Regions from separate parts of the Anser cygnoides genome. Here region 1 is linked to region 2. A link is a contact called in public Hi-C data. All regions are on one chromosome and are shown on one strand. Each heading gives the region's core, a stretch centred on a gene start, on an enhancer-like site or on the middle of the called end of the contact. The rest is flanking DNA. Distances are from core to core; before and after follow the strand shown. Region 1 holds the start of LOC106033005 (protein zyg-11 homolog B). Region 2 holds the start of NRDC (nardilysin convertase).

Region 1 (4,333 bases), core at 1,272-3,771, 350 kb before region 2:
GACACATCTAAAGTCAACTAGCTTATGGAATAGTACTGGTAATGGAATAGTTGGGGATGGGATTTTTAATGCTTTTTTCTTTAAAATTTCTTTTAAAATCTTCCAAAAAAAAAAAAAGAAGATAACTTTGTAAGTGCTTAATAAAACCAAGGCAAACAAACAAACAAAGAGGTGGGGGGAAGGAGAGTAAAGCACATGGCCATTGGCATCTAGCAGTAATCCAATACACTAGCAGACTGAAATGCAATCCCACCCCTAATATGGCATTACCTAGTTCAGCTTATAGTGTACGTCACTAGTACAGTTGGAAAGGTTCTCACAAATAACACAATTCTTCATACTTTCTTTTAAAAACTCTTTGTATTGACATTAACTATTGCCAGACTATATCTACCTCTATATTTCAAAATGCAGTTACGAAGGAAAAGAAGAGCTTAAAGGGACATATTGAAGTACCTAGAATAAATTAGAGAATCTTAAGCCCAACTTTATGCCTAGATTAATTGAGTAGGAGTACCCAGACAAAATCCTGTTCTTTCAGAAGAGCATCATCATGCAACCACCTGCTTATACAACAGTAACAAAAAAGAGACAGATTTAACTGATGTTTCCCATCAGTAATTGCAATCTAACTTTGCAGGAAAACTAAATCCCACTGCTGTGTGGGCCTTTTTCACTATAGGCATTGTGATGATCCTACCAACTCCAGCCTGAAAGATCCAGTTCTTTCTAGCTTTGTGTCTCAGTCATTAAAAATCAAATCTTCCCCCCAGCCCCCCAGGTAGCTTTTGATCAGTTTCCCCTCAGTAAACCCGTATAAAGCCTTGGAAGACAGACTACAATTTCAGCTGCAGGAGAACTATTTCTAAGTCTCCAATTTTTGCACCCAATTACTGACTCAGTATGACAAGACTCAAGTGCAAGAGGTCACTGTATGCTCTGCCAGGCCCATCTGCTTTTCTTCCCTGAAAGCTCAAGGAAGGAGACGGGGGTACAGGATAAGGGACTTTTCAAATAGTGGCAATTATTTCTCTCAAGAAGTTAGCAGGACAATAAATGGTAGCAGAGCCTTGGTTTTTAGCCCTAAAGATTTACTTTCTTAAAATGAACATGCCTAAAATGACCAAGAAATACTAGCAGCTCAATAACATTCCTCAGAATTCTCCTGAGCACTAATAAGGGCGGTGAAAAATAAACAGATGGTTCAGTGATTTATGCTACGAAAAATGCTCGAGGATTATCCTACTTAAATTAACAGAATGAAACAAAATTAGGCAATTTATTAACCAGACTCACCGAATGATTATGCACAAAACTCAAATTTATTATTTTCATTAATTATTCTGGCACAAGTGGGATCATACTGATTAAAGTTGCTAGCGATACAAAGTTGGCAGAGGCCACAAGGCATCTAAAATTAAATAGTGCCACATTAAAGCTACATAATAAGACCACGTACTCGAAAACTAATATAAAGAACTTCCGATACGAGTTCATCAATTAGAAATGACTGGAGAGAACCTGAAGGGTTCGCTTAACCACAAGGAAACACAGGCAGCCAAAGAAGGTATCAGGAGAAGCATCAAGCAAAAATACGGAACTGTTATGCCATTTTCAAGGCACTAGCAGATCTCGTGGGGCCATTTATGTTAAGAGATATCTACACCACCTCAGTTTGAACCTAACAGCTACCAGAATATGCTGGGGGGGAAAAAGCATGTTGGGAGGAGGAGGCAAAACCAGCTTATTAGCCTCACAGATCAAAAGGTGAGAGAAGATATGAACGCTGCCTGGAAATGTGGCATAGGAAGGAACAAAGGTATGAAGGTGATGCACAATGCCGGCACGACAACAAAGGTGCATAGAGTCGCCATGAATCAGAGTTTTGCCACAGGTTTAAATGTCGGCACCCAGCTCCCAAAGAACCAAACTCGCAGTCCTCTGAAGACAACAACAGGCACAGGGGGTACCTACTTTTAAAATAAAGATCAAAAGCTTACTTAGGCGACTAAGTTATGCTTTTATTAACTACGGTCTATTAGACAGCCCAGGAGGTTCCTGGTGGTGTTTCAAAAGCAAATATGCACACTCATCTCCCGAGCAGGGAGCAGCACCACGCACGGCCTGCCTGTAACAGAGGGGCTGCCTTCTCCCTCCGCCAGCTGCAGCAGAGCCGTACCGGGCCGAGCCGGGCCGGGCCGGGCCGGGCCGGGCCCGAGCTCTGGGGCCGGCCGCGGGTGCCCCTGTCACGGCCGCTGCCGGCGGCGCCCCTCAGCGGCGGGGCGGGACGGGGGCTGCAGGCGCTCGCGCTCAGGGTCTCGCGCCCGCTCCGGCCAACGGCCGCGGCCGCCTGAGGGAGCCGGGCGGCCATACCGGCCCCTCGCCCGCTGCCCCAGCACCTCAGCACCCCGCCGCCGGCAGCCAGCACCCCGGGGCAACCCACCTGCCCCGCCGAGGGACGGCGGCCCCCTTCCCCTCCCCTCAGCGCCCCTCACTCACCATCGCGGCGCTGGGTGCCGGAGGCGAGCGCCCAGCCAGCCGGGTACCGCAGCTTGCGGCTGCCTCTTTTTTTTTTTTTCTTCCCTTTCCACCCCCCTCCCGGTGCTTGCTCCCCCCCCCGACCTGGAAGTGAATGCAGCGCCGGACCCGCCTCCCTTAAAGCAGCCGCAGCGGGCAGAGGACAGCCAGCCCTGCTCTGCGAACGGCAGGGCCAGCGCCGGGGGCTGTAACTCGCCAAAAAGCGCTGGCCCGGCCTGCCTGACCCTCCCCTGGGCTCGTTTTGGGAGGACAAAGCAGGTCCGGAGCTCAGCCTCACCTCCATGCTTTTGCACAAAGATCAGCCTCTTGCAATTCAATGTTTCCTGCCCCAAATTGTGTCTGGGTAATATGAATAGCGAGCTGCTCCCATACAATAGGTCTTGCTTTCTGCTTCGAAGTTGGACAGGAGCTTTGCTATCAGCTTTTATACAAAATAATGTCGGCTTTCAGATACAGTAACAGCGATGAAGACCTCTTTCCCAACAAATATTACTGTATTTACACTTGGTGAAGAGAACACAGTTATTTTTTGTTTCAGAATACACAGTGATACAATTGCTCTGTCCAGTTAAAATGAAATTACAAAAAGTTTACTGTTACATCTTTTAAGCAAAACAGCACACACATCAACATTAAGGAGAAATTACTAATATAATTTACATTTGTCATTAAAAGATGACAAAATATTTTGCAACCATCAAATAATTTTATCCGTTAAAGGACTACACAGCAAAGGTCAGTTTTAGGCACAATTCTTTAGTCTGGGATTTTGACATATTTGCTCAATCACTTCAACCTGAGTATCACTGTATGTCTTTACCTTCTTTTTGTCATTCCATCTGACTTTATGATAGGAACTGTTTTTCTTTTCCTCTCTGGGCTCAGTGAAAACTTTGAAGTCACAGAACAGATTCCCCGCTCAGTGTAATTTCTTGGTCTGCCCCAGTGTACTGAGGAGCCGCAGCAGCCTCACAGTGCCACTTTGCTCCTACATTGTGGAGGCCATACAGCTGACCCAACCTCTGCATTATAAACTGCAAAGACAAAATCCCTGTGAGAACAGACTCTTCAGAGATTTAAACCAGTTGAACTCAAGAGTTCCTACTGAGCTTGTGCGAACTGAATTTTTTCAAAGCCTGATTTTCAGAGAAACAGTACAAAAGCAGTTCATCTTCCAAAAGCATCTCCAGAACATAAGAGGACCTGACAGGTAGCAGTCAGCATGGACTAAAAACGTGTATTTTCTTACTTGCATTCTCACAGACGTGTCAGTGCTTTTGCTTGATGCACTTCAGAGACGAGATATAAGCTTCGTGTGGACCACGTGTAATAACCCCAACCCAAACACTGAAAAGCCTGACAAGTTTTAAGGAAATACTACAGGAATAATGTGAACAGAAGTTACAAGTGGAATTTTGATAGCACGCCCAGCAGGTGGTGCCAGCAGTCCGACCCACAATGGTTCTAGCAATTAGCTCTAGCAGTTAACAGACAATCCGGTTTCCCCCTATGGGAGACTATACACAAGATTTAACTGAGTTTTATTTATCCCAAAAGCTTGACAAGCCTGTGTGATGCTACTGAAATCATTTGGGACAAAGCAACTGTTTGAAAATAATTTTAACTAAGCAATTTGTCATATACATTTCTAATGTGCTGCTATACTCTCAGAAAATTGTTTGTGCTGGAAACCGCTGGAACTGGATACTGTGCCGTATTTCGTACGAGTACCCTAGTATCACACTGTCTAGCACTGTAAATTCATCCATAACTGAAGAACTAGGTCATGTAATGT
Region 2 (4,185 bases), core at 867-3,366:
GTGTTTTAGTTACAGCAGAAGCAGGATTTAGTGTAACTTCTGTAGTAAGAAAAAGAAATAAAAACTTCCACAGCAGAGTGATGATTTTGAGCTGTGAAGGTATAAGAGAGCACATCAGGGAAAATAATGAATTTTTCAGTTCAGCAACTTGATGGTAAAAGAAAATGGATTCAGCAGAAATTGAATTTCAATTCTTGCTTTTCTACCCAATAAATAATTGTTTCATCATGTTCCAGTCAAATTAGATGTCTTTTTCTAAGAAGAATACAGCTATGTTCCAGGCCCTGTGAGCTAGGAGTTGTTAGACTAGGCAGAATTGTTTTTTACAGCACAACCCAGCAAGTAACTACATGTTGGAATTGTCCAAAGAAGTGGCGAAGAAAATGGTTATGAATTCTGCCCTTCCCTGTATGGCATACACGGAGAAACCTTGCATTTGATGCAGAAATACTGCAGAGCTTATTTCAGATCCAAAATCAAATAATCGCAGGCAAGCTTGACATAAAATATATTCATAGAGAGATGGATCTCCTCATCTTACATTTACATTAAAAACCATGAATGGAGAGAAAGCCTTTTGTCTTAAGTGGCATCCATCTGACTTCAGTATTATCAGAGTCGATAATAATTGCTGTTTGTATCAGCTTATAAAAGGTAATGGCAGAATGTGAGATGATCTGTCAAGGCGAGGGAAATAACGGACTTACTTCCACAGAAGACAAACCCGAAACGTTCGCTGCATTCTTATATTTGACTGCCTTCCATTTGACCAGCAGTGCCCTAGTTTTGATAAAAACAGTATGGTTACAAGATTTAAGGAAGGAAGGACTGACGGACTGCTCTCTACAAGCTTCTCTATTGCTTATACCATCACCTAGAGCACTCAGAGCGCATTTCTGTCAGAAAAGCTGAGAAAAGGAGGCTGCAGGTGAGACGTGGTCTTGGCTTCCACCTAGTGGAGAAACAAGGCACTGAGCACGGGGGGAGCAGCCCCTGGGTCTGCGTGCCCTCACCTCTGCGAGCTTCCCACCCTCGAAATCGCTGTCTGCATTCCTTTTGCAGGCAACATAGACACAGAAAACAGCGAACAGCGCTGGCGTTACAGGAGATTGAAGTGCGGAATGATGCAAAGGGGCTGCCATAAACGGAAGAGCAGGCGCGAAGGAGTCCCCGCAGCAGCACAAGGAAAAGGCTGCGGGAGATGCGTGCCGTTGGAGGCGGTGGCTCGGGGAGATGCCGGAGCAGAGGAGAAGCGTTCCTGCTGGGGCTGGGCCTCGCCACACAGGCGCCGGCAGCTTCGCAGGGGGGGAAAGTTTGTGTACCGAGGGGAAAGTGCTTGGAACTGGAGGGACTGGGCCACAGCGCCCACAGGCACTGAGTGCCGCAGCTCTGTCTTTTCTGTTAGATGTTCTGTTTTATTTAGGAAAAAAAAAATAAAAATAAAAAATAAACAGGCGCGGAGATCCGAAAAGTAACCGGCCGCGAGAGGTCTGCAGCGCCTGTGAGGAGCGGGGGAGGCGGGGCGAGGGGGAGGAGCCTCGCCTCAGGCAGCCGCTGTGCCCCTCCTGCGCTGAGGGGGCCTCGCACCTCACGGCCCTTGGGGCGGCTCGCGCGAGCTGATTGGTTCTGCCGGGTGAGCGGCATCCGCTTGGACCAATAGGTGAAGGGAATGAGAGAACGGCTGGCTGGTCGTGTCGGGAGGGAGCGACATCTGCTTGGGCCAAGGGGTGGAGGAAGCGAGGCGGCCGGCCTCCGCAAGGGGCGGTTGGACTCATCCAACAGCCGAGCGGGGGGGGGGGGAGGAGCAGCGGACAGGGAAGGCGGCCACGATGCCGGACCGCGATGCCGGAGGGCGGGGCTCTGGGTCCGCTTCTGCCTCCCTCCCTCCCTTCACCCCGCTGCTCTCCTCCCTCCGCCTAATCTCCGAAAGTCGCCTCTCCCCCTCCTCCCCCCCCCCGATGGTTCCCCCCACCCTCACCAATCACCGCCCGCTCCGGCCACGCGCAGCCCACGGGGGCCTCCCCGTTTCCCCCACGTGACACCACAGCGGGCGCTGACAGGGCGCGGGGCCCGGCCCCCGCCCAGCCACCACCGCCACTTCCCGGCGGGGCGGGAGCCGCCCGGCTGGCAGCGGGGCCCGGCGGCCGGCCGCGCATGCGCAGATTCGCGGCAGCCTTCGTGAGGAGGGGCCGGGCGGCAGCGGCGGCCGGGAGCGGGACCGCGACTGCGACCGGGGCCGGGCCGGGGGCGGAGCGGGGGCGGCTGCCGCCGGTTCTCGTCAGGGCCCGGCCGCTGTGGGCGGCCATGCCCGGGAGGAACAAGGCGGCGGGCGGCGGCGGCTGCCCCGAGGTGCCGGGGGGCAGCAGGCCGCCGAGGCGGGCCGCGACGCCGTAGGCCGCTCGCCTCACGGGGACGAGGAGGAGGAGCGGGGCGCCAACCTCGGCGACCCCGACATCGTCAAGTCGCCCAGCGACCCCAAGCAGTACCGGTGAGCGCCGGGACGGGGCTGGGGGGGGCTGGAGGCCGGCCCTGCCGCGGGTGGGGGCCCGGTGCGGTTCCCGTACCCCCCCCCTTCCGGGCTGCTCGGCCCCGGGAGCGCCGATCCCCAGCGGGAGGCGGTTGTCGGGGGTGTCCCGAGGCAGCGCCGAGCTGAAACCAGGCTAAAACCGGCAGCAGCAAAACTCTTCCCATATAGAGGGGTTCCAAGGCTTAAATACGGCTGTGAGCAGAGACCTTACGCTGCCATTTTGGTGGTGTTTTCGCTTGGTGCTCCCAACAAACCCCCCAGGAGCACGGAGGAATGTCCTGTCCCCCTGCAGCTGGGCCTGGGCGAGAGGCTGCTGAGCGCTGCGGGTGGGGTAAGGCAGCCCTTCTCCGAGGGATGCTGTAGGCGGGTTACCCAGCCCCTGCGAGATGTGCTCTTTTAGCTCTACCCTTCATAACGCCTCTGCTGGCTGCACAGATCAGACTCTGCCTAAACCCCAGCCTGGAGCTGAATTGTGGACTCGCAGTGACACGGGCTGAAGTTCCCTGCTGGCTGCATGGGGGCTGTGCCCATTGGCTCGAGGAACAAACTTCCTCCTTCCCTTCTTATCCTACTTCCCTGCTTCTTCCTCCCCATTTCTGTCTGCCTCCCCTGCTGGCGTTCTCGCTCACGCTGCTTTGCAGGAGGTGGCTTCCTGCACTTTGTAGCTACAGGGACCATCAGCTTAGGAAACTTGTGCCTTTGCTACCTGGAATGACAGTGTGATGAAGCTTGGGAAGTCCACTGGAAACTGGCAATCTGCTCTGAGGCTCAGGAACCTCCTCCACACGCAGGGAATTGCAGAGCGCATTTGCATGCAGCATAGAGTAGACAAATGCCGACGTCTCTCAGAAATCCTGCTCTCTGTACTTAACAGACGTTTTTCCAGCTGGAAGCCAGGAGTCACGTCTTTTCAGATTGATTTCTGTGTATGGGGAGTGAGCCTTGCACAGAACAGACACAAATGTATCCCTTAGGAAGACAGCGTTGCTAAAAGTTAAGTATGCCTTTGTTAGCTATGTTCCAAACCCTCTAAGCAAATTTAAAGATGAGATTTAGTGATGCATATACAGTTTTTCTCCTCTGTTCTTGCATTGGTGTTGACGTATAATGCAGGCTGTTCACAGTTGATTTAATTTCTTTCTCATGGATCTTAAAACCACTTCTCACCGAGTTATCATCTCAAACACACCATTCATAAAAGCAGAGGAGTTCTGACAGCCTGCAAAATGTATTCTCAAAAGTGAGTTTGCTGGGACCAAAATGATCATAACCGAAGTTGCATCTGTTCATGGAACATAGTCTCTCAGAGCTAAGAGTGGGTAGTTATCTTAACTGGATTTTTTTCCCCAAATTTGTTGTATTTAAGTTCATCCTTATATGGGATTTCATGAGTTTGTATTACTTGTTTTCTGTAATTTGAAGAATTAAGACATTTCTCTAAGTGTTTACTATGCATTATTACATATTTCAATATTTGCGTAACTGCTGAACAATTGCCACTGATGTAAGAAAATACCTTAGTGTGAGAACACCAAGCTGTTGGAGCTTACCCAGGATGTATCTTTAAGAATTTGACTTTTATGTTTCATGGATTATTTGTATCAGTGTCTGTACAGCTCTTCTAAAAAGCAATGGGACTACGCTTGCTTCTCTTGCTA

What was found. Hi-C and Micro-C count contacts between places; a contact is called where the count stands out from the background.
Region 1: a contact with region 2 is called in a Hi-C map of liver, with 1.6 times the contacts expected there. The contact joins the promoter of LOC106033005 here to the promoter of NRDC in region 2. A contact is called at or near these places in 2 of 7 Hi-C or Micro-C datasets (granulosa cells and liver).

The regions. Positions count from the first base shown.
Region 1 is chr8:27,546,786-27,551,118 of Taihu_goose_T2T_genome, reverse strand. It overlaps LOC106033005 (protein zyg-11 homolog B), which reads right to left and starts at 2,521. Exons shown (of 14, transcript XM_048061927.2): 1 at 2,500-2,521. The coding sequence starts at 2,502. It overlaps SHISAL2A (shisa like 2A), which reads right to left. Exons shown (of 16, transcript XM_067001583.1): 16 at 3,014-3,572. COA7 (cytochrome c oxidase assembly factor 7) reads left to right here and starts at 4,301. Exons shown (of 4, transcript XM_067001578.1): 1 at 4,301-4,333.
Region 2 is chr8:27,199,429-27,203,613 of Taihu_goose_T2T_genome, reverse strand. NRDC (nardilysin convertase) reads left to right here and starts at 2,116. Exons shown (of 32, transcript XM_048062051.2): 1 at 2,116-2,347; 2 at 2,350-2,488. The coding sequence starts at 2,155.